Regions from separate parts of the Mus musculus genome. Here all the other regions are linked to region 7. A link is a contact called in public Hi-C and promoter capture Hi-C data. All regions are on one chromosome and are shown on one strand. Each heading gives the region's core, a stretch centred on a gene start, on an enhancer-like site or on the middle of the called end of the contact. The rest is flanking DNA. Distances are from core to core; before and after follow the strand shown. Region 1 holds the start of 2310047D07Rik (a long non-coding RNA gene). Region 2 has its middle 20 kb from the start of Medag. Region 3 holds the start of Alox5ap (arachidonate 5-lipoxygenase activating protein). Region 4 overlaps Gm38753 (a long non-coding RNA gene). Region 5 has its middle 7.2 kb from the start of Gm35620. Region 6 has its middle 58 kb from the start of Ubl3. Region 7 holds the start of 8430423G03Rik (RIKEN cDNA 8430423G03 gene).

Region 1 (2,904 bases), core at 162-2,661, 280 kb after region 7:
GAGAACCAGTTTCCAAAAGTTTTCTCTGACCTCCACATGCATGTGGTTGCATGTACATACATATGTGTCAATAAAAATGCAATAAAATTAGACATTATATTTAAAAACTAAAACTGCATTTGACTAAATTCACTGACATCCAGTCTTTCTTGGTCACGGCAGCGCACACCTATAATCCCAGCACTCAGAAGGCTGAGGCAGCCGGGCCATGAGTTCTAGGCCAGTAAGGCCCTGTTCCTGCTGTTTCTGTTTAGTGCTAGGATAGAGCTCGGGGCTAGATGCACGCACAGTACCGTCTCCACCCCATGTTAATCAAGGGCCTGGCGTTACTCTGACACTCATCCCTCAGTTGTCCTAGTCACATTTCAAGTACTCAGAAGCCAGATGTGGCTAGCAGTGAGAGCTCTTGCAGTGTAGCTCGGGAGTGTTTACGTCAACATAGGACAGTGGGTCTCACTCTTCCTAATGCTGTGACCCTTTAATACAGTTCTTCATGGGGACCACCAACCATGAAATTATTTCATTCATAGTTGTCATTTTGCTCCTGTTATGAATCATTATTAATATCTTTAATGCAGAATTCCTAATATACGATCCTAGTGGGGTCGTGACCCACAGGTTGTGAACCACTCTGTAGACTCCCGTTCTCTGTATTCTATAGGAGTGGGTGTAGATCCCAGACACAAAACCCTCACGTCACAACTTCCTGTCTTTATGGAAAGTCTTTTGTGAAAAAAACATAAAACGTCCTCTGTGACAAGAATTCTCTATGTACCCCTGGCTGTCCTGGAATTCACCATGATTTATTTGCCTTACTGCCTTCTGGGTTCTGGGATTAAAGGCATCACCGCCACTCCTGGCTCTCTTTTAAAACTTTTAAACACGAACTTATACAATTTCTGATAAAGTTAAATGTGATGGGGGAAATTGACAGCAGTCTAAGATTAAATATAATGTAGTTAGATTCAAACCCATTGCCCAAGTCTGGGAGCCACTTAGCTAAAGTCAGCGTGGCCTGCTGTCCCCAAACTCTCTGCCCACAATGTTATCTGTTGCTCATCCATTTGGAAGTAGACTGTATTAGTAGGGTCCGCGGGTCGTTTTTTGTTTTTTTTTTTTTTGTTGTTGTTGCTGTTGTTTTTATTTTTTATTTTTTGTTATTATTATTTTTTTTTTCTGAGCCACACAAATGGTGCTGTTTCTGGGTGGTCCCGGTTGCCGGTTTCCAGTGCAAAAAACACCTAGCTGTTCCTGAGCAGAATTGGACCAAACTCAAAAAGCAGACTTACATGTACCCTCTTGAAAATTAGTGGAAGCAGCAGGCCCGCTTGTAGCTTGAGCCCTAGAAAGCTATCAAACAGATTGGGCGTCCCAGGATGGCAGAAAACATTTCTAAAAATGTTTTTTGCTAAAAGGAACGCTGCCGTCCCTGGGTGGGCTCGAACCACCAACCTTTCGGTTAACAGCCGAACGCGCTAACCGATTGCGCCACAGAGACACAGCTGCCTGAGCGGCCGTGCGCTTTGTACACATTGCCGCGGCCAGCATGGGCGTCGCCGCCTCGGACTCCCGGGAGGCGCCAGGCCCTGCTGAGCCCTGCGGGCTGAGACTGCGCGAGGGCGGGGAGGGGCGGAGCCGCCGAGCCCAGCAAATCCTCCGCAGAGCAGGGCGGCGCCGGGTGAGGCTCCGGGAATCTGCGTGGGCTCCGAGCCAGGGCGCCCTGCCCTTGTTCAAGGTTGTTACCGCCCCTCCCCTTTGAGTGTTCTCGTCGCCTCCCGCTTATCGAGGTTGATAAACTGTGGATCTCTGTGTGGGCCATGGGAATTTTATACTTTATACGTTTAAAAACCTACCGCGCCGCCCCTCCCCCGTCACCTCCTGGGAATAAATTCACACCCCTTTAGCGGACTGGAGCCTCCTTCGAGCACTCATGGCTTAGGGGGACTGCAGAATCGGATTTATGGCGATTAAAACGCTCTTTTAAAATAGCCAGTGACGTCTAGGCCTTCCCCTGACTTCTGAATTTAACTCACTGACTTGGGGTTGCCTTGGGAGGGTTGGGGTAGGTAGCATTGTGCCCACTCAGAGGAGGGGGAGGGGGAGGGAGAGAGGGGGAGGGGGAGGGAGAGAGAGGGAGGGGCAGAAGGGAAGGGAAGGAGGAAGAGAGAAGGGAGGGGGAGAAAGGATAATTCTTTGATAAACCTGCCAGAGCCCCTGTCAGACCTCTCCTTCCCCCATCACCCCAAAGACCGGGAGGGGAGGAGGGGGCAACTTCACAGACCTCAGGTCCCGCTCTTCAAGCTTCCATACCCTTCCTCCTTTTAAAAAAAATTAATTATTTCATATATTTACATCCCAAATACTGTCCCCGTTCCCGCCCTCCCCCCTTTCTCTTGCTCCTCCTCTCTTTGGCTCTTCCTACTTAGCTATTGCTACTCTCTTGGTATAAATTGAGCCATATTTCAAAGACTTATTTTAATCATGTATCTGGGTGTTGGCGTGTATCCTGAGTTCAGCGCCCTCGGGGTCAAACGGGGCGTCGCATTCTCCTGGAGCCTGCGTTGGAGGCGATTGTGAGGCTCTCAAGGCGGGTGCTGGGAACTGAGCGCGGGTCCTGTGCAAGAGAGGAGCTCTCAACCACCTATCCATCGCTCCAGCTCCATTTTAACCCCTTTAAAGCTTACGGTTCAAACGGAATTAAGTGCACTTATATGTTACCAATACTCCCATCTATTAAACAACTCCCACCTCCCCTTTCTTTTTCTAATAAGCCTCATTCTCTCTTCTATCTTTACTAATTTAATTATTCTTAAGTAACTCCCCTAGGTGGAATTACCCAGTCTTTGCCCATTTGTGACTGGCTGGTCTCAGTGATGTCCTGATGACGTATCCGTATCCGTACAG
Region 2 (2,700 bases), core at 168-2,667, 440 kb after region 7:
ATAAACACATCAATGTGTGTGGGTGTTTTGTCTGCATCTATCTGTGTACCGGTATCTGCCTAGTATCCAAGGACAAGAGAAGAGGTGCCAGGTCCCCAGGGATTGGAATTACAGATGGTTATGAGCCACCATGTGGGTGCTAGGATCTGAACCCAGGCCATCTTAACCGCTGAGCCATCTCTCCAGTTCCCGACATCCCCTAAGTGTTTTAAAGCTTTCCTCTGTGCTGCCACCACCTCACCCAGAAATCTCAGTGAGCACTCAGGCTTTGATGAGGTCGGTCACTGTTCCTGGGTTGATGGATTAGAGGAGACAGGAGTTGAGGGCCAGATTCCCTAGCCAGAATGGAAGAAACTCAAAGTTCCTTTAATCCTTTCCCCTCATGCCTTATGACTGCCCCACCCTCCACCCAGAAGCCTATTCTACCACGGTCAAGCCCAGTGTGCCTTAATTTCTCCCCCAAACATGAAGAAACTTTTAAAAAAATTATTTATTTTATGCATACATGAGCACACTGTCTCTGTCTTCAGACACAGAAGAAGAGGGCATAGGATCCCATTACAGATGGTTGTGAGCCACCATGTGGTTGTTGGGAATTGAACTCAGGACCTCTGGAAGAACAGTCAGTGCTCTTAACCTCTGAGCCATCTCTCCAGCCCTGTGAAGAAACTTTTAACCCTTGTCCAGCCACAGCTCTGTAATAAAAACTGCATAGGATGAGGTACAGGCAGAGAGAGGTTGGGAACTGGGTGTTTGAACAAGTTTAGGGTGCATTGTGGGATGAGCAGCTGTGGGGTGGACTGGAAATACACACCAGACAATGCTTTCTTTAAGTAGATTACACCTGTGGATCCCCTCTGGTTTTAAAAGAAAATTTATATTTGACATTATTTGACTCACAGGATTATGTTTGGGTGTCTTTGGTGGGCTACACGTAGATCATGCTTGTGTGTGGATTTGCGGCTTGTTCATCTCAGCAGGGCAAGCTAAGAGAATGTGGCCCCTTCCTGGGAGTTAGACTAAACTCTGGGAGGAGGAGATGCAGGGAGAGAGGTGGGGGTACTCACCAGGCAGTGGGGAGAGTGGGGGTGGGGTGGGTGGCATTCGTTTGTATTTCGATTGTGTGTTCGATTGCTGTTGTCTTTACGGCTTTCCTGTCTGCGGAGGAGCCTGGATCTGTGGTTGCTGCCTGGCCAGCTCTGTGTGTGTCGGGGGTTGGGGGTGGTAAAATCATTTGATTGCATCTTCTAGTTGTACAGTTTGTACTTGAAATACTTGAGAGTGTGTCCGGGATGGGGTTTGGGGAGGGAGGCAGCACAGAAACTACCCCGGCTTAATGTCCATATATAATCATCTTGTGTTGCTGGAACCTTCTTTTTGGATAAAAAGACATTGACTCATAACTGAGCAATCCTGCCTCACAGGGAGGAAAGCAACTTCCTCTCAGCCCGTTTATCTTTAGAGGGCCAGGTCGTTTCCATAGGCTGTTTAGGAAATGGCTGTCAAACACCACAGCGAGAAAAGTTAACTTTCTTATTCCTGTCTCTCTCTCCCCACAGATGGGTCTGAAATTCTTGCTTGGGGCCATATGGATTGGCCGCGCAGGGAGGAAATTATATTCAGCTTTCTGTTTCTGCTCAACTCTTTCCACTGGGTAAGTGGGCCCTTTGAAGTGGCACTTGCCTTACCTCACATTCTGACAGGAATGACTGATCGCCTTTCAGTCCACACAAGATAAGGAGCCACGTCGGAGCTGTCTTAACTAAACAATAGCGAACCACCCAGAGCACTCTTCCAAGACGGGAGAGAATTCCCCACATGTGTTAAGCATTTTATTCTTCCCAAATGCATTACTCTGTATTATTGTGTTAAATTGGATAATGTCGACATGAAAGGGCCGTGTCAATTGTATCAGATAACAAAAAAGTAAGATTTTGTAACAATTATGGATTTGATTTTTCTACCCAGACATCTGAGGCCCTGCAAGAGAATGTTAAGAGCCTTAAATTGCCCACTAATGGGAAACTATGCTCTGAGTGCGGTCTCTTTTCTAATCTTGGCTGTGTTTTCTCTTCTGCAACAGATGTCATCCACCTGGGGATGTCAAAAGAGAAAATACAGGGCGCTGGGCAGATGGCTCAGTGGCTAAGAGCACTGACAGCTCTGGCAGACAAGCCAGGTTTGGTTCCCGGCACTTATGTGGGTGTTCAAAACCATCAGTGACTCCCATGCCAAGAGATCTAGCGCCCTCTTCTGGCTTTCCATGGACACTGCAAGTATGCAGTGCACATACATACATGCAGGCAAACACTCATATACATATAATGAAAACAATGAAACCCAGGCAGGGTTAGGGGTAGAAGATGTTGGTGGAATAATATGGAAGAGAATACAACAAATCTACTCTTGAAGATCTTGACTGGTGTCTCTTGTGGCTCTAGCTTCAGGCTGCTGACCAAGAGGGCAGATTGTATTTATAGCCAGAGAAAAGGAAGTAAGATAAAGAAATCGGACTTGACATAGAGACAATCTGACAGTCACTGCTTGTGTCTGTCTTATTTGAGCTGTTCGACTGGCTGGCTGTTGGTGACAGGCAAAGGCTCTGTAACTTATCACAAAGTGACTTCCATGTCACCTTAAGCTGCAGTTCAGAAACCTTTGACCAAACTTTAAAATGCAGCCCTGTATGGGTACTTTTAG
Region 3 (2,958 bases), core at 346-2,845, 310 kb after region 7:
TTTTCTCTAATTTTTTTCCTTTTTAAAAATGATTTATTTTATGTGCATCAGTGTCTTGCCTGCACATTTGTTTGTCAGATCCTCTGGAACTAGAATTACAGACACTTATGAGCTGTCATTCCGGTGCTGGGACTTAAACCCAGGGCCTCTGAAAGAACAGTCAGTGCTCTTAACTGCTGAGCCACCTCTCCAGCCTCCCTGTTTCTGACTTTTGATGTATTCTTTGGTTTAGTTTTAATCTTTAGCTGAAGTTTAACATTTATTTTATTGACTTTTTTTGTGCGTGCACGTGCGTGTATGCACATGTATGTGTCTGTGGAGGGCAGAGGCAAACCTTGGTTCTAGTTCCTCAAGTGCCATCCACTTTATCTCTTGAAGCAGGGTCTTTCCCTGCCTGGGACTCTCCATTAAGCTAGGGTGGCTGGCCAGTGAGCCTGAGGATGCTCCTGCCCCTCTTCCTGTAATATTGGGGTTACACACATTCTACCACACGTGGCTTCTTAGGTGATGTGGGGACTGAACTCAGGTCCTCAAGCTTGCATGGAAAACACTTTCCAATGAAGCTGTCTCCCAAGTCCCATAGTTTTATTTTATTGCAGGAAAGGAGCCACTGGTTGTCTTATCATTCATTCACTCCTTCTTTCCTTCACCCATCCATCCACTCACCTATCCATCCACTCACCCATCCATCCACTCATCCATCCATCCATTCACCCATCCATCTAATCACCCATCCATCCATTCATCCATCCATCCATTCATCCATTCACCCATTCACCCATCTATCCATTCACCCATCCATCCATTCACCCCAGCCTATGTGGCTGCTATTCTGCACTGTACAATGTGTCAAATGACATTTATTTACCAGGAGGAATTCAAAGAACCAAGGGCATACTCAGGACGCACGTCTTTTTGGTGCTGTATTCATTTTATTTCCTTTTCTTTTTCTTCTTTTTTTAAATCTCATTTTCCCTTTTCTTTATTTTTGCCAGTGTAAGAAGTGGTAGTGGCTCCGGGCTCCTCGTGCTGTGCAGGGTCCAGATTTCATGCTTATGCTCCTAGCGAGGCTGCCCATAGTAAGCAACATCAAAGAATACGCTGCACTTCCCTCTCCCTCTGACTCTGTGACTCCTGGAAGGTAACTCAAAACCACAGGTCCTGCAACTTTGTTGAATAACAATTAGAAGAGGAAGAATGAAAACTAAAGGCAGAAGAAGGAGGAGGAGCAAGGGTAGGAATGGGAGGAGCAAGAGGTGGAGGAGTAAGGGAAGGAAGGAGAGAAAGAGAAGAAAGGGGAAGGGAGATGAAAGAAGAAGGGGAGGGAAAAGGAGCAAGAGGAGAAGTAGGAGCAAAGTGAGGAGGTAGAGCAAGAGGAGGAGGGAAGGGGCAATAGGAGGAGGAGCAGGTGGAGGAGGGAGAGGAGCAAAAAAGGAGGGGGAGCAAGGGGAGAGGGTAGTGCAAGAGGAAGAGGGAAGGAGCAAGGGGAAAGGGAGGAGCAGGAAGAGGGGAGGAGCAGGAACAAAAGGAGGGGGAGGAAGAAGAGGGGGACAAGGGGAGGAGCAGGAGCACTGAGTGGCTGTGCTGGGGACCTTTGGAAACTGATGGTAAAAGGCAGAGCACAGCCTGGCACTTCCCCTTTCTGCGCAGGAAGGCTGAGGTGCTAGCACCAGCCTGGTTGTCTCTGGCGGGCCTGAAGCAAGCATGGATCAAGAGGCTGTGGGCAACGTTGTGCTCCTGGCCCTTGTCACCCTCATCAGCGTGGTCCAGAATGGTAAGGGCCCTTCCTCAGGGAGAGCAGGGGTGCTGGAAGCCAGGCACACACCATTCTGTGTGCACTATGCACACGTCTGTATTTATTGCTGTGTACGTGAGTGTGCAGGGGTGGGTCCTGTTCTGTGTGAGTTTGGGGTTTCCTTCTCTCACTTGAAGGATGATGTCAGGTGTGTTTGCAGAGGATGGAGAGCAACCTGAAGGGCTGGTGAGAAACTTGGCCCAAGTGTCTTGGTGGAGCAAGGGCATGAAGGGTGGAAGAGGAGGGCCAGCCTGGAGAGAGTGTGGGGGTCTGTGCTCCCTTGGACACCCGCCTGAATGAGCCAATTTGCAGCAGGACCCAGGTCGTCTGTCGTCTGTGTCAGGCAAGGGGTAGTCTTGCGAGCTATAAAGGAGAAAGTCTTTATCATCTTTTTACTTCTGTACTTAAATAAGTTCTTTTGAAGAAACATCAAAGAACAATGCGTAAGGCTATTTTTAGTTTTGTTTTGTTTTGTGGTCCTGGGGATAGAACTCAGGGCCCTGCATACCTTCTGTATATTCTCTACTACACATCTATGCCCCAGCCTTTTGGTGTACAGCTTTACACACACACACACACACACACACACACACACACACACACACACACACACACGTCTGTCTGTCTGTCTGTCTGTCTGTCTGTCTGTCTGTCTGTCAGTCAGTCAGTCATGTTCTATCCATCTATCTATCTCAACCTTCCTAGCCCTTTGACACAGTATCTCAGGTTGTGGTGACGCCCAAGCATAAATTATTTTTGTTGCTACTCCATAACTGTCATTTTGCTGCTGTTAAAGATTGTAATATAAATAAATACCTGTGCTTTCTAATGATCTGAGGTGAATTCTGTGAAAGGGTCATTTGACCCCCAAAGGGTTCATGATCCTCACGACTCACATCTATCTATTTACCTATCATCTATTTATATATAAGTCCTATCTATTATCTGTCTGTCTGTCTATGTATTTATCTATTATCTATCATCTGTCTGTCTGGGGAAATGTTCCTATTTCTTAGTATTGCCATTAAACACACACACACACACACACACACACACACACACACACTCTCACGCATGCACGCACGCACACACACACGCACGTCTGTTTTTCTATCTATCTATCTATCTATCTATCTATCTATCTATCTATCTATCTATCTATC
Region 4 (2,700 bases), core at 3-2,502, 410 kb after region 7:
TCTTAGCATTTCTTATGTTTCCATCAAATTAATGATGATTTGTTAAAAAAACAAAAGAAAAGAAAAAGGAAAAACAAAAAGAATACTCCTATGCCAAGACCCAGTGACCAGAATTCTATGTTGCTTGACAATGCATGGGTGATTTTCCTGGGTGGGGACTGGCATTTGCATTGGTGGCTGTCTTCCCCAGGATTTCATTTTGAAGCAGGAGGGACAGTCGGTGTCTAGCCTTGTATCTGGAGCTTCCCCGCCGCCATTCCTGTGGGCATGTGTTGGAGGGAGCGACAGCAAAGCATGGTGAGTACAAAGCCGCAGCAGAGAGTTCTGCCCTGCAGGCTTCTTGCCTGGGATCTCCCTTGCTGAACAGTGTAACCAACCTTGGTCAGCAGGGATTGCGGTCAGTCGCTCTTCACTGTAGCGGCAGAACAGCCAGGCTCAGCTCCTGCCTTCCTGGCATGGCGCTGTCAAACCCGTGTTAACTTTACCTGTGCTTGGTCAAGCCTTGCTCACATTTCTGAGAGCCACATGATTTTAAGAAGGCAAGCCCCGTGAGGGCTGATGCTCAGCCTCAGAGCTGCCAGTGAGTAGCGAGGACGGTGGGGAGGACGCTGAGAAGGACGCTGAGGGGGATGTTGAGGAGGACTCTGGAGAGGAAGCTGAGGAGGACCCTGGGGAGGAAACTGAGGAGGATGGTGGGGAAGACTGTGGGGAGGATGCTGAGGAGGAAGATGAGGAGGACGCTGGGGAGGATGGTGGGGAGGATGGTGGGGAGGATGCTGAGGAGGATGGTGGGGAGGATGCTGGGGAGAACGCGATTTTACTGGTAGTGGGAACCTCCCCAGCTCTACAGTCCTGATGCTGCACTGGTTGGTGCCTGCTGGGGGGACACAGGCAGATCTGGAAAAGGAAAGGGGACTTGCTGTTCTTCACTTCTCACAGCAGCCAGGGTCTCAGATCCTGCTCCTCTCCTCCACTGGCATCCGACACCATTGCTCGGGTAAATAGAGAAGACATAACTGTGGGTCGCTCAGGCTCATCAGCGCTGCACAGGCTTTGAGATCATCTGACTCGGCTCCGAGGGAGGCCTGAGTTTTGCGGTTTTCTCAAGCTCTCAGATGATATTGATGCTGATGGTCTAGTATCCTAGCCCTCTCCAAATCTTTAGCTCGCCTCTGCCTGGCCCCGCCCCTCTGCCTGGCCCCTCCCCTCTGCCTGGCCCCTCCCCCTGCCTGGTCCCTCCCCTCTGCCTGGGCCCTCCCCTTCCTCCTTGCTGAGCTCACCTACTGTGGTCTCTCCGTGCTTCCACACATTAGGTAAGCTCTACCGTACCAGTCTTTTGTGTCCTGCGTCTCACTGTGTCTCAAACATTCTTCTTCTATAGATTCAGCTCATTCCTTCAAGGTATGGACGCCAGTGCCTGCCACCCTTTTAGCAAAAGGTCACCAGACTTCTTTTTAAAATTGTACCTTTGACCCCAGCAACATTCGGGTCTCCTTTTTTGTCTTAGCCACAGGACACATGTTGCTACAGCATCATGCAGAGTCTCTCCCTCTCCCCCTGCCCCTCCCCCCCCTCTGCCTTTGCCTTTTGTAGCTAGGAAGGAAACCTTCAAAGATCACATAATCTCACCGTTTTGCTCACTGGTCTGTCTTCTGCTTCTAGAAGAGTGGTTGACAGTACACACGCCCAAGAAGTAGTCATCAAGGGACTGAAGAGATGGCTCAGTGGTTAGAAGCACTTGTTCTTGTGGAGGACCCGGCTTCAATCCCCACTACGCTTTATGGCACTGAAGTACACAGACAACACTCATACAGCAGATAAAATAAATAAATCTAAATAAATTTTAAAAGAAAAAAAGACACAATGGTAAGGATTTCTGATTAATAGCACTCATCAAAACATTAGTGTTAATTTCGTTCTTGAATAGTGTTAGGACAAGGCCTCTCAAAAGCAAACAGACAGACGAACAGACAGGCAGATGAACAAGTAGACAGGACTGGGGAAGCTGGCTCAGGAGGAAAGCATTTTCGTGCAGTCATGAGGATCTGACTGGATCCTCAGCACACGTGCAAGGCTGCACATCAGTGATTCCTGTGCTCCTGGGTAAGAGAAACAGAGGCCACAGAAACAATACGGATCTGCGGCTTACATAGCTTGCATAGACTGTGCTGGAAGAGTAAGAAATCCCCTCTCAGGCAAGATGGAGGATGTCCCCTGATCTCTGCTCACGTACTTGTACACACACACACAAACACACACACACACACACACACACACACACACGCATGTGTGCGCCACAGGATTCCAAAAATACAATATCTGGAAAAAAGTCAAGCATAGTTAAGAGACATTTATTTATCTTTTAAAAGGAAATCCATTCGAGGACACACGGAAAAGTGGTAGAACAGTTATTGGCATCTTCCCACAATCAAACAGGCAATCATAACGTGTTCACAAGCTCAAGCACTCAGGTCTACAATGACAGTTACACGATACATACACAGTTGTGAATAGATAAATCGTGTTCATAAAGAGATCTGTCAAAACATATGAAAAGCTTAAATACATATTTCTGGAGCTGACAATTCTGTGTACCCAACATTGCAAATGGTCATCAGCAATACTGCAAAAGACACCCACGTCTTTTGATGTAATGGATCAAAAACTGTGAAGGTCAACCATTGTATATGCTGCCAACTA
Region 5 (2,700 bases), core at 146-2,645, 380 kb after region 7:
AAGAGCTGGTGAACACTGGAGTCCCTGAGGGCTTGGTTGTTCCTAAGGAGTGCTCTACAAGGCAGCCTTTCCTACTGCCATCAGAGGAAACCCTGCCACAGAGGAGGTTTGATTGCAAAGGATGGGATTAAACATGCAGAACTCACAGACTGTGGAATTGGTGTACAACGCTTCCAGGCTCTCTCTGGTCCCTCAGCTATCCGACTGGCTTTGGGAGTGTGCCCTCTGTGTGCATCATGGGTGCATCCTAGAAAAGTAGAGCTGAACCTCTTCGAGGGCCTGAGGGTCACAGAAGCCCTTACATGTAAACATGCAGCCTTGTCAGGAGGTGTGGAGAGAAGAGAGGGGCCGGAACTGGAAAGCCTCTGAACAGGTCACTTCACCTTTGATGGGAACTGTTAGATGGAAACATGGTTGAAGGGCTTGCAAGGGATCAGGATACCCCAGGGCACACAGGGTGGAAAGGTTGGCTGTGCTGAGCTCGGAGCTGGTCAAGGTCAGAGAACAGAGGAAGATGGCCAGCTGGGTAGGATCATGGGAAGGCAAAGTTTTCTCTCTTCAGAGGCAGCAGAGCCCCTCACCCTACACTGCTCTGTTTTCGTCTGCCTCTTGGTTCTTGCTCCTTCTGTTGGTTTTAGAGACAGGCTCTCAATAGGTAGATCTGGCTGACCTAGAACTTGTGACATAGGCTCAGCTGGCCTCGAACTTGTGATCCTCCTGCTTCCGCCTCCCAAGGGCTGGGATTACAGGGATATGCTACCAGGCCTGACCCTTGGGTCTTAATAAATACACAGCTTGAAATGAGACAGGAAGAAACTCCCACTGCAAAGCACCAGAATGAGGCCGAGCATATGAAGCATCTCTGCAGTGCCAGCCTGCTCCAGCGGCTCATGCCTGTAGCCTTGTGTCCTGAGCTCAGTACTGAGCAAGGCTGCTGTCAGGGCTCCGGGGTTACCTGAGAGTGGTCCCGCTTGCCTTTGTCAGAAGGCAGATGCATTTCCCGACTCTGATTGCATCCCTTGGTTCTGACACCAAGTGGCTGTGGAATTGGAGTGAATCACTTAACTGCTCTGAGACTCCCTTTCTGAGCGACAACAATAGCCTCTTCTCTGGCTGTCGCCAGAATCTGTAAAGCCCCAGGCCCAGCTCAGAGAGCTTGTTGCCAACTGCCCTTGCTAGAAAATTCTGCCCAAGGGAAGCTTTAATTACAGGCCCTTTCTCTTTCTCTCTACTCCCGGGTTTGCTTCCAAGACAATTAACAGACCAGAGAGTTCTGCTACCTATCAGCCACTGGTGGCCAACAGACTCCCCATGCTGGCAACAACAGTGCCTCCAGGAGCCGGACCACTTAAGCAGGTGCCAGCTTGTTGCTCCACGGCTCCCAGAACAGTTGAATCGGTGATAGTTATGCAAGATGCTTGATTAAATATTTACCTTGCTCAGAGCCACCCTGGTGTGGCAGGGCAGGGAAGAAAACCTGAGAAGCAGGGAGGCTCTGGCATCCTCTGCAACTAGCCTGCAGGAACATATGTCTTGATGGGACATATCCTTGACAGACTAGCCAGCCCGTTGCTTTAAAAAAAAAAAAAAACATAACAGTAATGATCTTCGTTCAGACTTGGATGGAATCAGAAGTGTCAGATCCCTGGCCAAACCTGAGAAGTTTGAACAGTACCTGCATACGGTTTCCCCATGAGTTTGGGTGCATACCCACATTCACCACAACATGAACTCTTGGGGTTGAGGGGAGGGTAGGTGGGAGGGTGGGGTATGGGAGGGGTCACCCAGTTCAGTTCCATATAGTCACTACCTACAAGCTCTTGTTATCTTATTAAGGTTGCCATGAAAATATTTCCATCACCATTATTATTTGTTAGATAAGGACATCTATGTCTCTGAGAAGGTGAGCAGCAATGCACATATGTGTGTGTGTATATATATATATATGTATATATGTTCTAGTATATATTGGCTCTAGTATATATATACATATATACACATATACACATATACACATATACACATATACACGTATACACGTATACACATATACACATATACACATATATACATACACATACATATACATGATATACATATACATCATATACATATACATATACATATACATCATATACATATACATATACATACAAGTTAACAGCAAGGCTACAGAGCCAAGATTTGACTTTGGTTCTAGTAATGTGGCATAAACAATATCCTAGATTCTATCATAAGGATCTTGAAGAGTATAGGTCTCTACAGGGGCCCCAGTAGCCCTCCTGGTTTTATTTGATAGAGGATGGGATGTAGTCACCATAAAGGGAACCCATTGCTTCTCCATAACTTGCATCCACTGAACTCTGCTCACGTGGTGCTGGACAGGGTCAGATGTTCACAGTGCCAAACAGGCAGCTGAGAAGAGGGAGGTGGGTGTTAGAAACCTCTGTTTCCTGAGGAAATGGAATGTGTGCTGTTGATAGCTTTGTGGAGGGTCTGATCACACTCTTGTCCTTCCCAGGGTGCCCAGGTAAGAATAAACACACACACACACACACACACACACACACACACACACACACACACCAGACACACAGATACACACACAGAAACACAGACAGACACATGCATAGACACACATATGCATAGACACACTCAGACATACACACACAGACATGCACACAGATATATACACACAAA
Region 6 (3,030 bases), core at 494-2,993, 450 kb before region 7:
GGGAAGATGATAGAAAGGGAAGCTTGAAGGGGCATCCTACCAGAAACGAGTGTAGGAGATCAGCTGAAGGCTGAGGGCAAGCCCACGCGGGGACATTAGCAACATTTCTCCAGCTAGGCAACCATGAACTCAGAATTCGGGAATACCATAGAGATGGTGAAGTCCACAGGTAGAAACTGGGTCTCCTGTCCTCAGATTCCTAAAACCTCTTCCACAACTCCACCCAGGCTGGGTGTCACCTAAATTGTTAGCACTAAGGCTACGTGCAAGGTAATCAGAGACTGGCAGTAGCCAGATGGGGCACTGTGGAAATTAGCATGGTGGTCACAGTGGGAGCACCTGTCCTAGGAGTCAGCCAGACATCTGCCAACATGCCAGAGGGGCTTGAACATCCACATTGGTAGTCAAGAGACAGAACTGGTCTACATGCTCAGATGAATCGGTAAGGGAAATGTAGTGTATTTATTCAATAGAATTTTTATTCAGCCATCTGGAACAGTAACATTACTGGAAAATGGAAGTCATTGCATTGAACATTGAGTAAAGCAGGCCAAACTCAGAAAGACAAATGTGTGTTTTCTCTTACAGGCAAACTCTAGAGGTCAAAACCAGTAAAAGACATGTCTATGGACTTGATCCCAGAGGACAGACACACAGACACACATAGAGAAAAGCTGGGATCGGGTGAGCTTGATTCCTCTCCTGGAGCAGCACCAACAGCCTGGAACCTTCGCACGTATTTTGTACCGCACAGGGGGAGGAGCTAGCTGTTTTGGTGGGAGGGCTCTGTAGAGGGAGGAGCTAGCTGTTTTGGTGGGCGGGCTCTGTAGGAGAGGAGCTAACTGTTTTGGTAGGAGGGCTCTGTAGGTCAGCTCTCTCAGGTTGCAACAATCTGGGAACAGATCCCTACAGCTGTTAGTATTTTTGTTTTGTTCTTTTTTATTTTTTTGCATACTCTTAATGTCTACCCTAAAGAAAGACTTTGCCAGTTTCCATAGATCTGAGGCACTCGCCCTGGTCAATGATACCCATCCCTCAGGGCTTATCTGCCCCTTACATGGTCACTCAGGCCTTTCTTGGTTCCCCAGGAGACATAGAAGTAAAAGGGAGATTTTTTAGAAAGGGGGAAGGGTTGAAGAATATGATCAAAGGACATTATCTGTACGTGCTTTGAATGAGACAGCTCACAATGAAACCTACTGTTTTGTATAATTAATCTATTGCCATCAAAATCATTAGAGAAGCAAGGGATTGCGTGGACTGTGAGTATCAGCAGGCTCTTCCCCTTCATCCTGACAAGCAAAATGAGAGATAAATAAAAGGACTTCTCAAAGAAGACTTCCTAGGAGTCAAGGGGCGATATGAGATCTGAGCAGGTGGGGGAGTAGAGGATCGGGAAGATGATAGAAAGGGAAGCTTGAAGGGGCATCCTACCAGAAACGAGTGTAGGAGATCAGCTGAAGGCTGAGGGCAAGCCCACGCGGGGACATTAGCAACATTTCTCCAGCTAGGCAACAGGGTCCAGGGTCACACCAGCAGGTTTCAGCCACCCCTCCCCCACCCACGCCCATGCCATTTCCTCAAACTCTAGACTACTGTAATCAGGAAGCAAGCATGTAAAGTTGGAAAAAAAAAAAAAAAAGATCAAAGCCCTAGACGTCAGCTGAGAACCCAAGTGCTGACAAAAGAAAGCAGTACGGAAGTGAGAGGAAGTGCAAATGAAGACCATGGGACTGTTCACACACGCAGAGGAGAGACTAGACAGGCACTGAGGAAAGCCCAAGAAGAAAGGGGCGGGGCGTTGACGCAGAGGGCTGGCGAGGGGTCACGGGACTTCCACAAGGGGAGTACCAAAGTCTGGCCTGGTGGGCTCTCTGCTCTTACGGCTCTAGGAACTCCGAGATGGGGTCGGGTGTGGGGTTTGCTTTAGCCCAGGAATGTCTACCTGGCTACCTGGGCAATAGAAGAAGAGAGGAGGAGGACGGGAAGGCGTGTGCATGTGTGTGTGTGCACAAATCTTCCAGATAGAATTCAACCCATAGACTGAAGGTATACCTTGTGTTCTTGGGAATTTTGGTGCTGAAGTTTCTATGCCAAGACAAACTAGGAAATGTCCAGGTATCCAGGAACAAAAAAAAATCAATTGCAACAGAAACAACTCAGACTAGCTTGTGTTCTTTTACAATATCAAAGCTGATAGCTGGGTGTGATGCTGCATACCTTTAATCCCAGCACTCAGTTAGCAGAGGTAAGTGGATCTGAGTTCGAGGCCAGCATGGTTGACAGAGTGAGTTCCAGGGCAGCCAGGGCTACACTGAGGAACCCTGTCTTAAAAAACCCAAACCAAAAATCAAACAACAATCAAAGCCCTTAAACAACAAAGTAATGTCTACAAATCACTGAAGGGAAGGGCTACTGAGGCCGTTACCCCGTCACAAGCTGTCCATGTGATCAGAAGGCATCAGGGAGGAGCTGATGCAGACATATGGGAAGAGCATGTCAGAGCAACCTTACCGACAGAGGGCGGAATCGTCATTTTAAGCAGACCAATAGCCATGCACGGTGGGTCACATTAGTAATCCTAGTACTCAGAGGGCTGAAGCAGGAGGATAACTAGCAGTTCTAGGCAGTCTCAGTAACAGGCCCAGTCTCAGCCCAAACCACCACCATCAATAAAACCATGAAAATGACAAGAAAGACCACAGTGTAAAAAATGATTATTAATGTTTTGTATATATTAATGCTAGCAGTAATTTTTTAACCAGTTTTCCCCCCAAATAATGGTTCAGTGGTTAAAAGCACTGCCTGCTCTTCCAGAGGTCCTGAGTTCAAATCCCAGCAACCACATGGTGGCTCAGAACCATCTGTAATAGAATCTGATACCCTCTTCTGGTGTGTCTGAAAACAGCTACAGTGTACGCATATAAATATAATAAATAAATCTTTTAAAAAAGAGAATAGTTTATTGAACTCACACCCTAATACTGAACATTCCAGACCAGGAAAAAAAAAAAAAAAAAAAAGGTCTCG
Region 7 (2,758 bases), core at 153-2,652:
ATGTCAGCCCCATGCCTTGGTTTCCTGAGATGTAGGATGAGTGAGACAGTAACCCCAGCCTCTCCGAGCTGTTAGAATGAAAGCAATCAGAGGTGTCCCCTCCACAGCTGGAAGTCAGCAAGTGTCTGCTCTCCTTACCACCGCGCTGTTTCTTTTAGCACCTATAAAAATAACATGTTAAAGGAAAGGGTTTTTTTTTTAAAGTATATGTTTGGTCTAATAAAAGACTGTTTTCAGATTTGCAAATATATTTATGTGGAAAGACAGGTTCTTAGTTAAACATTCAAGATATCCATTTTTAAAAAATGTCCAACCCTAGAATCCAAATATTATTCCACAGCATCTTCCCGCACCTAAAGCAGTTTATATTTTGCTTGAGAGACTGGACATAGACCTGAAGAAACACTGGACAAAAATGCAAACCAAGCTTGGCATGCTAGCAAATTCGGTACCCAGGAGACTGAGGCAGGAAGATTTCAAAGTTGAGGGCAGCCTGAGATACACAAGGAGACCCTGTACAAACACACACATATGCAGGAATGCGCATGCCCGTTACTCAAGACACACGTCATGCCTGTAGACTATAAGAATTATAAAAACTACAAAGGAGAAAAATCTTGTATTCTAATCCACAGAGGCCCGAGAGTGGCGGTTACAGGTGGCTGTGAGCCACCATGCGAGTGCTGGGAACCAAACTTGGGGCCTCTACAAGAGCAGGAAGTGCTCCTAACCACTGAGCCATTTCTCCAGCCCCAAGGCTGAGCTTTTTATGAAATGCAATTCTGCTTGTAAAGTTACAGTCGTCGCATTTGACTGACGTGAGCGCAAGTCAACCGACCCAAGATACAAAAACACTGGCTCAGGATCTGGGGGATAGATAAACTGTAGATCAAACGTGTTTGATCCTCATGACTACAGAGACAAAATAATAAGTAACTTTTTAAAAACATATACAATGTTTCCTAGTTTTGTTCTCCAGGTGGCTGTGGCAGATCACTCCTGAGCCCCACCATTCGCCACTGTTTCTTTTTAGTTCAATCTAAATGGTTCCCCCGCAGGCAGGGCTTGCCCCATGGTAGGGTGCTGCCTCCCCGTAGCTTCAGGCCCATCACACAGTTTCTTGGCTGGCTGAACTGTTGGAAGTACTAAAGAAAGCAACAAATTGAAGAAGAAGCGAGCCTTGTTCTAAGTTGAGAACCCCAAACATAACACATAGAAATCACTACAAAACACGACAGCTGTAAGTGGTTGGGGAAAATCGACTCCTCAAGCAACCAGGCTAAGAGGCAGCGAACGGACTCCCTCCAACTGAAGTGAAATACCACACTGATTACTTCCTTACGATTCGCCATCCATCCTGGGCTTCCTGTTGTAAAAAGCCCCGCCACCCTCCTCAGTGAGCAATAGACCACACATTCCACAGCCACGACGTTTATTTCCTCTCGGTTACATGCTACCCTGTGGGACGACCAGTTACATTCTCTGGCCAAAAAGAAGAGGGGAGCCACGGGACATCCCCCAGCTGTCACGACTCAGAAAAGGTTTGCTTTTTCTCGCCTTCACCAGGGACAGAGGAGGACTCAATGGCGTGGGCTCTTTCCTCCATAACTCTCAAGTTTGGCAAGATCAGGGATCCAATATAGGCTGGTACTGATCCCTCCGTTCTTGCTTTCTATCAGAACACCGGTTTCATTCAGCAGGGGCGACGCTCCTGCTCGCACATGACCATTGTAGCTAAGAGAGGCCATGTGTCCCGATGCCGGCCAGTCCGGTCTGTAGATTTCTAGGCCCCGTTTTGTCTTTCTGTTTCAGGGAGTTCTCTTTCCTTATTTCCTCTTACTGTGTGGACTGAGGAGTTGGCTGTGGAACAGAGCAAGGAGCCCAAGGACCAGGAGGAGATAAGACCGTCAATAAAAAGCTTCCTGATGAACACCACGCCAAGGAAGAAAGATGCCTTCCAAGATCACTGGGGTCTCCAGGGCCCAGGTTTTGACCCTAAAAAAATTCCTGTAACAATTTTATGCCATGAAACTTTATTTTGTAAATGCATTTTTTTCCCCTCAATTACTTTGAGAGTCAGTTTAATGCGTTACATTGTGGCATTTTTGGTAATTTTGTGTAATTAATTATACTTTGTCTTCCTTCTCACTACTCTGCCCCATCTGACCCTGCTTACTGGCCTTTTCCTGGTCCCCTACTCCCCTCAAGTCCTCTCTCCTTTCATGTCCCTGAATTGTGTTATTTACACACACACATGCGTGCACACACACACATACACACATACACGTGCACTCGTACAATCTTGGCTTGGTCACTTGTTCCCCAGTTGGCCCACTGTTTAGTTTAGGCAAGAATTGTCAAGGAGATTTAAATGCCCTGGCCACATTGGGATGTGTGTGGTCTGGCAACATCCTCCCTCGACCACCCCCAATTGACACCTTTCTCCTCTCCAGATTCTGTGATTGTTCTTGTCTTCCATCTGCAGCCTTAGGTGAAACAGCCCGACCACCATGGATCTGACCAGCCCTCTGAGGAAAGAGATAGCCCTCCCATCTCCAGACTGAGGCCTACAGGGCTCCTCAGGACAGCCACTACCAGCACCATGGTGAAAACATAGAGGAGAAGCCCAGAAAGACTGAATTCTGAAACAGGCGAAGGGGCGAAGGGACTCATGGGAATTTTTTTTTTTTTTTTTTTTTGATTCTCTAAACCACCTAGTGTCTACCGCAGCCACCCACAACTGCCATTGGAGTGGGAA

The links. Promoter capture Hi-C pulls out the DNA fragments that hold promoters and counts their contacts. Hi-C and Micro-C count contacts between places; a contact is called where the count stands out from the background.
Region 1: a contact with region 7 is called in a promoter capture Hi-C map of liver, with 5 times the contacts expected there. The contact joins the promoter of 2310047D07Rik here to the promoter of 8430423G03Rik in region 7. A contact is called at or near these places in 14 of 39 promoter capture datasets (the 3T3-L1 cell line, the C10 cell line, the HPC-7 cell line and 8 more), 3 of 484 Hi-C or Micro-C datasets (bone marrow-derived macrophages and embryonic stem cells) and 8 of 115 datasets of contacts at active chromatin or transcription factors (the SCID.adh cell line, astrocytes, bone marrow-derived macrophages and 5 more).
Region 2: a promoter capture Hi-C map of the HPC-7 cell line shows a contact between it and region 7. The contact joins the enhancer-like site here to the promoter of 8430423G03Rik in region 7. A contact is called at or near these places in 18 of 39 promoter capture datasets (the 3T3-L1 cell line, 3T3-L1-derived adipocytes, the HPC-7 cell line and 13 more), 1 of 484 Hi-C or Micro-C datasets (bone marrow-derived macrophages) and 8 of 115 datasets of contacts at active chromatin or transcription factors (DN3 thymocytes, acute myeloid leukemia, craniofacial prominence and 5 more).
Region 3: a promoter capture Hi-C map of the HPC-7 cell line shows a contact between it and region 7. The contact joins the promoter of Alox5ap here to the promoter of 8430423G03Rik in region 7. A contact is called at or near these places in 17 of 39 promoter capture datasets (the C10 cell line, the HPC-7 cell line, HPC-7-derived erythroid cells and 9 more), 1 of 15 datasets of contacts at CTCF or cohesin (large pre-B cells), 5 of 484 Hi-C or Micro-C datasets (CD8 T cells, the G1E-ER4 cell line, female germline stem cells and 2 more), 7 of 115 datasets of contacts at active chromatin or transcription factors (CD8 T cells, the SCID.adh cell line, acute myeloid leukemia and 4 more) and 3 of 9 other capture datasets (adipose tissue, embryonic stem cells and pancreatic islet).
Region 4: a contact with region 7 is called in a Hi-C map of double positive thymocytes, with 1.8 times the contacts expected there. The contact joins the enhancer-like site here to the promoter of 8430423G03Rik in region 7. A contact is called at or near these places in 16 of 39 promoter capture datasets (the 3T3-L1 cell line, 3T3-L1-derived adipocytes, the HPC-7 cell line and 13 more), 2 of 484 Hi-C or Micro-C datasets (bone marrow-derived macrophages and double positive thymocytes) and 12 of 115 datasets of contacts at active chromatin or transcription factors (acute myeloid leukemia, bone marrow-derived macrophages, craniofacial prominence and 9 more).
Region 5: a contact with region 7 is called in a promoter capture Hi-C map of liver, with 5 times the contacts expected there. The contact joins the enhancer-like site here to the promoter of 8430423G03Rik in region 7. A contact is called at or near these places in 20 of 39 promoter capture datasets (the 3T3-L1 cell line, 3T3-L1-derived adipocytes, the C10 cell line and 14 more), 3 of 15 datasets of contacts at CTCF or cohesin (the NIH/3T3 cell line, large pre-B cells and pro-B cells), 18 of 484 Hi-C or Micro-C datasets (CD4 T cells, the G1E-ER4 cell line, Th2 cells and 10 more) and 15 of 115 datasets of contacts at active chromatin or transcription factors (the NIH/3T3 cell line, the SCID.adh cell line, T-cell acute lymphoblastic leukemia and 12 more).
Region 6: a contact with region 7 is called in a promoter capture Hi-C map of embryonic stem cells, with 2.5 times the contacts expected there. The contact joins the enhancer-like site here to the promoter of 8430423G03Rik in region 7. A contact is called at or near these places in 3 of 39 promoter capture datasets (embryonic stem cells, pre-B cells and trophoblast stem cells) and 3 of 115 datasets of contacts at active chromatin or transcription factors (effector CD8 T cells, memory CD8 T cells and pancreatic cancer cells).

The regions. Positions count from the first base shown.
Region 1 is chr5:149,227,577-149,230,480 of GRCm38.p6, forward strand. It overlaps 2310047D07Rik (a long non-coding RNA gene), which reads left to right and starts at 1,412. Exons shown (of 2, transcript XR_003956021.1): 1 at 1,412-1,735. It overlaps n-TNgtt14 (a tRNA gene), which reads right to left and starts at 1,498; the gene lies at 1,425-1,498.
Region 2 is chr5:149,390,549-149,393,248 of GRCm38.p6, forward strand. It overlaps a transcript of Medag not described here. Among named protein-coding and RNA genes, the nearest start is that of Medag, 20 kb to the right of the region's middle. Within about 2 kb of position 1,418, at least 81 of the 459 cell types and tissues checked have an H3K27ac peak or open chromatin away from gene starts, as enhancers often do. A contact at or near this core is called in DN3 thymocytes, the HPC-7 cell line, craniofacial prominence and 3 more, where this site is marked.
Region 3 is chr5:149,263,409-149,266,366 of GRCm38.p6, forward strand. Alox5ap (arachidonate 5-lipoxygenase activating protein) reads left to right here and starts at 1,596. Exons shown (of 5, transcript NM_009663.2): 1 at 1,596-1,774. The coding sequence starts at 1,705.
Region 4 is chr5:149,363,014-149,365,713 of GRCm38.p6, forward strand. It overlaps Gm38753 (a long non-coding RNA gene), which reads right to left. Exons shown (of 3, transcript XR_868733.3): 2 at 1,630-1,832. Among named protein-coding and RNA genes, the nearest start is that of Gm38753, 3.2 kb to the right of the region's middle. Within about 2 kb of position 1,253, at least 11 of the 459 cell types and tissues checked have an H3K27ac peak or open chromatin away from gene starts, as enhancers often do. A contact at or near this core is called in double positive thymocytes, where this site is marked.
Region 5 is chr5:149,328,391-149,331,090 of GRCm38.p6, forward strand. No RefSeq gene overlaps it. Among named protein-coding and RNA genes, the nearest start is that of Gm35620, 7.2 kb to the left of the region's middle. Within about 2 kb of position 1,396, at least 49 of the 459 cell types and tissues checked have an H3K27ac peak or open chromatin away from gene starts, as enhancers often do. A contact at or near this core is called in cerebral cortex, cortical neurons, embryonic forebrain and 2 more, where this site is marked.
Region 6 is chr5:148,493,693-148,496,722 of GRCm38.p6, forward strand. No RefSeq gene overlaps it. Among named protein-coding and RNA genes, the nearest start is that of Ubl3, 58 kb to the right of the region's middle. Within about 2 kb of position 1,744, at least 136 of the 459 cell types and tissues checked have an H3K27ac peak or open chromatin away from gene starts, as enhancers often do. A contact at or near this core is called in effector CD8 T cells, embryonic stem cells, memory CD8 T cells and 1 more, where this site is marked.
Region 7 is chr5:148,948,848-148,951,605 of GRCm38.p6, forward strand. It overlaps 8430423G03Rik (RIKEN cDNA 8430423G03 gene), which reads left to right and starts at 1,403. Exons shown (of 3, transcript NR_040686.1): 1 at 1,403-1,541; 2 at 1,813-1,986; 3 at 2,486-2,758. It overlaps LOC108169085 (a long non-coding RNA gene), which reads right to left. Exons shown (of 2, transcript XR_001785025.1): 2 at 1-161.